Linked DNA regions of Mus musculus: region 1 is linked to region 2. Evidence: chromatin contacts called from public HiChIP or PLAC-seq data. All regions are on one chromosome and are shown on one strand. Each heading gives the region's core, a stretch centred on a gene start, on an enhancer-like site or on the middle of the called end of the contact. The rest is flanking DNA. Distances are from core to core; before and after follow the strand shown. Region 1 has its middle 29 kb from the start of 4831407H17Rik. Region 2 holds the start of Selenok (selenoprotein K).

The links. HiChIP or PLAC-seq counts read pairs in DNA pulled down with a chosen protein or histone mark.
Region 1: an H3K4me3 HiChIP or PLAC-seq map of embryonic stem cells shows a contact between it and region 2, with 7 times the contacts expected there. The contact joins the enhancer-like site here to the promoter of Selenok in region 2. A contact is called at or near these places in 6 of 39 promoter capture datasets (the HPC-7 cell line, embryonic stem cells, hippocampal neurons and 2 more) and 6 of 115 datasets of contacts at active chromatin or transcription factors (the 230-238 cell line, bone marrow-derived macrophages, embryonic basal ganglia and 3 more).

The regions. Positions count from the first base shown.
Region 1 is chr14:30,427,689-30,431,363 of GRCm38.p6, reverse strand. It overlaps a transcript of Cacna1d not described here. Among named protein-coding and RNA genes, the nearest start is that of 4831407H17Rik, 29 kb to the left of the region's middle. Within about 2 kb of position 1,548, at least 9 of the 459 cell types and tissues checked have an H3K27ac peak or open chromatin away from gene starts, as enhancers often do. A contact at or near this core is called in embryonic stem cells, where this site is marked.
Region 2 is chr14:29,966,410-29,970,336 of GRCm38.p6, reverse strand. Selenok (selenoprotein K) reads right to left here and starts at 1,957. Exons shown (of 5, transcript NM_019979.2): 1 at 1,801-1,957; 2 at 221-311. The coding sequence starts at 1,819.

The sequences.
Region 1 (3,675 bases), core at 299-2,798, 460 kb before region 2:
ATTGTCATGCTTTCTTCCTTACTTACCAGGCTCAGTGGGTAAAGGCGATTGTGGCCAATTCTGAGTTCAATCTCCGCAACCTACAATGTGGCGGGGAGAACAGACTTCTGTCATTGTCCCCCGGCCTCCACACAGGCGCTGTGGCGCACATGTATCCTCCTTCACACATGCACAAAATGTAAAAGAAAAAGGGACTCATCTGGCCTTGATGGGGTCTTGTAAGCTTCTTAGGACACAGACTCAGGCAGGCTGAATCAGCCTCTGTGTTTTAACAGGCTTGCTTTCTCTTTAAAATGCCACAATGTAATTATTTTTCGATCAGGCAAAATTTGAGGTCATGCTTTACTCTGGGATAACATTTGGTTCGAGGTTGGCTGGGTGTGGAACTCGCCTTTCAGCTCACCCCAGCTGAAGCTGGTGAAGTCGATACACATTTTCAGCCCCTTCCCCATCTGGGAGGATTAGTTAGGCTCAGGCTTTTTGACTTGAGTTCTCCTCTTGGTTCCTGACCAAGGTAGCTTAGTCTAACCTCGGAGCACTTGCCCTTTTGTATTACCATCTTCCCACTGTGAGTGAGATGCACATAGAGTCTTTAAAAAACTTCCATCCATTTTGATTTCTTTTTGAGAGAGGGTCTCGATGACTTGAGACTGGAGACACACCCACCTCTGCCCTCCATGGGCGCCGCACAGACTTTGCATTCCAATCAGAACTGCCCAGGATCCAAAGCTGGGCTTTCCCTCATTACAAAAGAAGCCCCCCTCCCCCTTCCCTGAGCATAAGAGTCTGCAGGTCAGAGGCACAGGTCACTGGCATGACAAGGACAGTCTGAGCACTGTTGGTGGTGCCTGCTGAAGCCGCTTGCCTGTAACTTCTGGCCCTGCTTATATCCACTCCCAGATGCACCTCTCTTTCAATGGACTCCCGCTGGACCTGCCAACCTTATAATTTGGCAGGTCTTCCAGAACTCAGTTCTACATGGAATTCCATTTCGAGTGGTGCTCCCAGATGCTTCATCTCTACCGAACCAGGAACAGGATTTGAGAAAAGTGGCTGCAGCTCTGCTGCTGAGGGTGTGTCCTTGTTCTAGAGTCTGAAGCTCTACTGTTGGGATCTCCCCCGGGTGTGCCCCCAAATCCTTATCACGGCTTTTCAGTCTGCCGGCTGCGCTGCGTGGACACAGAGAGAAGCTGCTTCCCTTGCAGCTCAGTCCTGCTACAGAACTCTTTCTTGTGCTGGATTCCTCTCAAAACTGGTGACCACGTCATCTGGTCCATGGGTTCCGGTGGCATCAGTGGTATGAAGTTATGTGTTTTTCAAACCCAAAGAAATGTACTCAGCATCGTTTCTTTCTTTTACGTTTAAATTTATTTATTTTTGTCTTTACTGAGGTACAGGGTGCCACCACTTGTCTTTCACTTTGGAGGATACACGTTGGCATACCAGAGATAACTGATTTTATTGGTGTGGCAGACTGTGTAGTCTCCCCTCCCCCAGCCTGAAACCTGCTTGCTCAGGGGTGGAGCTTCCTGCTCATTCGTTCTGCCACGCCCACTGCTGGACCGTGCGGCTTTGCTGTTGGCGGCCGCAACAAGACTGTACTGTTTGCAGGGCTTCTCTCCCACCCTCTGGAGGACATACTTGTTTAAGACCTTAATGTGGTAGGCAGCTGACTAGCCAGCCCGACTGTCAGGGCAGTTATTGCCACAGTTACCAGCATGATGCTTTGTGGGACTTTCAGGCTGGTCTGGCTGGGAGTCTGGTGGGCTGGTAGGAGAGCTGTACAGCTGAGGGTCCAAGATTGTCATAGAGAAGGTTAAAAATGGATACTACTCTTCGTTCTAAGTGAACTTGTGCTGTTTCTGATCGTCGTTTCTGTAAGAGAGAGAGACATCGAAATTACTGTACCATACCACATATTGGAGGCCATCCAGTCTGCCCCATCAGCAAAGACACTGCAGGCAGAGCAGTTGCAATTGGAGTTGCTGCTCAGCTGACTGTATCATGGTCCACTTTGACACTTTAGGACCCACGTCACTTTTCTTTTTGCAGACTCTGGACTGGTAGTTAAGTGAAGTCAAGACTAGCTTCTCTACATCCCTTTGATCTAGATTCACTAATTTTCATCAGGTCTGTTGGAGGCAATATTGATCTGCATTCCGCATCTTGGCCTACTTGTAAGATAAGGGTGGAAGCTTCCAGGGGGGCAGCCACCACCAGCCTCTGAGAGATGCTTGGGAAGCAGTGTAGCCTTTCTGAGTCCTCTGGTAGGTTTTCTGGTTCCCCTGTAGTAGACATTCCATCTCCCAGGCTTTTAATCTCCCTTTCTATCATCTGCTGTGGGTTTATTTGTATGCCTGTTTCACTTAATACAGCCCATTGCCTGGGATGCCTGCCAGGGACTTATATCATGTATCCCTGGAGAGCCCTCCTGAAGCAGTCAACTCTCCATTCTTCATCCTTATGTTTCCTTTACTTGATCCAGCACCCTTGGAGCCTAGTCCCCTGCATCCTCTCTGCACTTATGCCAGGATGTGCTGGCTAGGCCCTCAGCTCCTGTATGGTGTGACCTCCTTCCCCCATCAGCCCACAGCATCTGCTCCTGACTTATCACTCCCCTCCCTGCAGGCTGCTTCAACATAAGGAGCCCTTAGTCTTCATGTTTCCTTGCGACTGGGCTATAGCTGGATTATGCTATGACTTAACATGGCAGCCACGGGGGAGGATGAGAGGGCATGTTGAGGTGTGTGTGTGTGTGTGTGTGTGTGTGTGTGTATACACATATATGGTTTCCTGGAAGAAACTAGCTCTGTTATGTGGGGAGCAGTAGCTGCGTCAGCATTTTTAAGCACTCACATCTCCTGTATGTCATGGCCCCATTCTTGCCCACCTGAGTTTGGTCTTGGCATAGGAAACCTACCGTTTTGCCTAGTTTTATGCCATCTTGAAATTAGCTAAAGTCATCTGAGAAGAGGGAATCTCAGCTGAGAAATAGACTCTGTAAGATCTGGCTGTAGGGCTGAGGAGATGGCTCAGCAGTTAAGAACACTGACTGTTCTTCCAGAGGTCCTGAGTTCAATTCCCAGCAACCACATGGTGGTGGCTCACAACCATCTGTAATGAGATCTGATTCCTTCTTCTGGTGTGTGTGAAGAGAGTAGCAGTGTACTCACACACAGAAAATAAATAATTAAATAAATAGACTATGTTAAAAAGATCTGGCTGTAGGCAAACCTCTAGGGCGTTGTCTTAGTGATTGATGTGGGAAGGCTCAGCCCATTGTGGGTGGTACCACATCCCTAGGCTGGTGGTTCTGGGTTCTATAGGAAAGCAGGCTGAGCAAGCCATGAGAAGTAAGCCAGTAAGCGGCAGACATCCCTCCAAGGTCCTGTATCAGCTCCTGCTTCCAGGTTCTGTCTCTGCTTCAGTTCCTATCCTAGCAGTTTTCAATGGTGAACCATTATCTGAAAATGTAGGTAAAATAAACCCTTCCCTCCCTAACCTCCTTCTGGTCTTGGTGTTTCACAACAACATTAGGAAGAAACTCTAACTGCGAGGCCTACCATGGCTCCAATATTTGGGATTCAACTGCTCTTTTTAAGAACCAGGTTTTACTCTCTGGACTTTTTTTTTTTAAAGAATATTTATTTAGTGTATGTGTGCGTGAGTGTGACA
Region 2 (3,927 bases), core at 708-3,207:
TGAGAAGTCGACATTTTTTTTTCCCCATTATCAACTAACCCTTCATTAAAAGTTCAGAACCAGGAGTGGTGGCACATTCTTGTAATTTCAACACTTAGGAGGCTAAGGCGGGGTGACTACAATGACTTCCAGAACAGCTTAGACTCTCTATAACACTAAACCAGCTATGAGACTAAATAGCAACACTTGGTCTCAATTAAAGAAATGCTTTTATACTTACAAGAAAACCACGAATTCTGCTATTCCCCAGAAGAAGTCTGTTAGGAAAGACACTCTCCATGGGGACTGATTCCTGCTGTCCAACACCTGACCTACAGAATTAAAGAAAGAAACTGAGGTAAGTGCCACAAGTCCACAACTCGGCGCTGCCTTTAATCAGCGGAGCAACACCAATGAGCTCAGCTTTTGACTTGTTGGCTTCTTCAAGCCAGTCAACATCAGAGGTCCACTGTGAGTGCAGTCAAACTCTGGGATCTAGCGTTCACTCCTTCGATAGATGTCTACTTTCAGTATGTAATTCTCGGAGGCGAACTCATTCTAGGCATCTCTTTGCCATCTCCTTCTCACTGGTAAAATGCACATGACATTTTAGTGGCGAGATGGATGCAGCAGAAGAACACTGATCACTTTTGAGTGCATAGCTGTATGAGCTAGTGACCTAAATTGCAAATAACAGAATCTGCGAGCGCTCGAAACTGAAGATGGAATGATGATGCTTCCTGTAGTGCCCATCACACCACCTATCCCAAAGCTTTGTAATCAGGAGGTGAAATCCTGAAAAAAGCCGAGAAATTCAAAGTGCTCTCAGCCCTAAGACTTCTGCTAATCGCCCTACTCTCTAGAGATACAGAGATGAATCTGATACAACCACACCTATTTCCAGGGCCCCAAGAGAGTCTTGTAGAAATGCGCCAAGGAGTCTCACCTAAGTCACACAGGTGGGCAGATGGTTCTGGCACTGATACGACCTTCTCAGGCTGTATTTTTTTCTTTTCCAGTAATTGGAGACTTGCTTCCCAAGTTCTTTCAAACTGGGTAAAGTCTTGGGCTTAGGACTAGCTACACTTTTAGGGGAGAAAAATCTGTCACAACTTTTGTATTGCCTGGCGTGGTGGTGCTTGCCTTTAATTTAATCCCACTACTCCGGAGTCAGAGGCAGGAGGATCTTTGGGAGTTAGTGGCCACCTTAGCGTACACAGTGAGTTACAGGGCAGATAAAACTACAAAGTGAGACCCTGTCTCCAGATTTTATTTATTTTTTTCATATTCTTGCTAGTCCTGCATCACCACCATCGCCATCATTATTGTACGCATTATAGAGGCAGTATGGTAGGTAATACTGGAGCCAACCTGAGTTCAATTTAACCTAAATTTCATATTGCCTTTGTGATCTTTAGCGAGCTAGTCAATCTATGTCTCAGTCTGCATCCGAAAAACAGGGATAGAAATACACCATCTGAATAGAACAGTTACAAGGATGAAAGAGATGCTAGGCAAAGAACGCGGCTCTAGCGGCCCAAACAAAAGCGCGTTGTATCCGGACCGGGTTAGCGTCTCTGTCATTCCCGGGTTAAGGACACCCGCGCCCGGGATCACTATCGCAAACCCACAATCGGAAAATTGGCTGTACCAGGAGGCTTCAGGGTCCCCCAGCGGCACCCGGGGACCTTCTGGGCTGCGCCTCGGCTCCCACCGCCTCCGCTTCCCACTCCTTCCGGCCACTGGTGTGGGGGAGGCCGCCCCAAGCTCAGGACCCGGCGAGTCAGGACAGAAGCGGCCCAGGGTAAGGCTCTCACTCACCATTCGAGATGTAAACCATCTTCCCTCCGGTTGCCTGCTTCCTAGCGACAGAGAAGACCGGACGCCCCTGTTGTCGCCGTACCTAGCCTCCCGCCCCGCCCTGTACGTCACAGGCCACTGACAGACCCAAGTCAGGCTAGAGGTGGGTCGAGCCCATTGGCTGCTGGGAGACCACTCCTGACTAGAGGTTCCGCCCAGTCACACAAGTAACTTCCGCTGGCGTGGATACTGCCTGAGTCAGGAGACCGGATATGACGTCTAGGAGAAACATTGTTTGAGGGTCCTTTTCCCCACCCCCCTCACTTGGTTCCGGTTTGACCGAGAGTCTTTGAGGCCACAGCACTGCCGACCGGAAGTTGCTTGCTAGTTGGCAGACACGCGCAGGGTTCGGGTCCGAGGTGGCTCGAAGGGCTTGGAGGGCGGAACGTTCCTCAGCTTTCCAGATGTGTTGCTGTCTTTTGGAGTGGCAGGGAGAGGCTCTGAGGCGGTGTCTGGGACATGAAGAGCTTTAACCATCAGGTTTTGCTGAACTCACTTTTAAGTCCCTCTGGACCGTATTCCCTTTAAGCCGGTTATTTCTGCTCTCAGTTTATTTGTTTTGCTTTTTTGAAACAGGACTCACACTGTATTCCTGGCTCTGAGCTCACATTGTAGACGAGGCTGGCCCTAAACGCAAAGATCTGCCTGCCTCTGCCTCCGTAGCGCAGGGATGAAAGACAAGCCTCACCACACCCAGCTGGTTTTTGTTTTTGTCTTTTGTCTTGTTTTTGTTTGTTTTTGATTTGGGATCTGTGTATCCCAGGCTGCCCTTGAACTCACTTTGTAGACCAGGCCTATACCAGTACTCATGTGGCATAGGCAGGTGGATCTGTATAAGTTCAAGAAGTGGAATTTGTTATTTTTCGAGACTGTTTTTCTGTGTAGCCCTGGCTGCCCTGTAACTAGCTCTGTAGAGCAGGCTGTTCTTGAACTCAGAGATCCACCTGTCTCTTGCCTCCCAAGTGCTGGGACTAAAGGTGTAACCAACACCCAGCTAAGAAGTGGCATTTTTAATAGCTGTAGAGACACAACTAGGGAAAATCAAATGAACTTCAGAATGACAATTTCCTCTGCTTGTCAGCATTGTAGACGTGACATATGCGTTAGAAGGCAGGTCTTGGGCATCCAGTAAGTTTGAAGAAAATTCCTTGCTGCCCCTGTTGTGTTTCCTTTGTGGTGCGGGGAGTGGGGGTGAGGAGAGGGGAAGGGAGGAATGAGGTGTGCAGTCAGTACAGAAAGGGAGAGTTGGGTGTTTTCCACCTTATTGGACTGGCTAGGGAGCTCTGGCCATCTGCCTGTCTCATCCTCCAGGATAGGTCTGAGTTGTGTGCAACCACTGTTGGCTTTTACATGACTGCTGGGGATTCTAAAATCCAGGCCCTCATGTCTGTGTAGCAGTCACTTTACCCACCGAGCTCTCTTCCCAACCTGGGTCCGTGATTTTTCTCAAGGGCCTTTCTAGACCTGGGCTTAAACCATGACGTTGCCTCTCACTCTCTGTGCTCTCTTTTCCTTCTAACTGAAATCCCTGGTTATACTTTTGTCAGACTGCAACAAGAATGATTTATTTAAAAAAAACAAAACAAAACTTTGTTTTGCTTAAAACCCTTTAGACACTAAAATGTAGTGATCTCCCATTGCTCTTACAAACTAGGTCCTTTTCAGTATCCACTGATATAGCCTGACCTGTTCACTTGATTTTAGCTTCTGCTACACATTCCCACCCAAAACACACTCTGGCAATAATTTTTTTTTTTTTTTTACAGTTTTGTGAGTGCCCTAAGTCTTTTCATCTCCCTGAACGTGCACATAGCTATTCTTCCTGTAACACGTTAACTGACTCACCGACAGTTCCCCATCCTTTCCCCTTCAGTTGTCAGCCCGAGTGTCATCATTTGAGTGTCTCTCCTTGATTCCTCATCTCTGGTCAGTTTATTCATAGTCCTTATCACAACATGGAATTACTAACCTGATTATTTAGTGTTGTCACTCTTCATTAGTAAACGCTAAGGGATCAGGAACCTCATCCGCCTGGTACCCCTGTACAAGGTGTGGTGGTGCACACTTGTAAGCCGAGCAGTTGGAAGG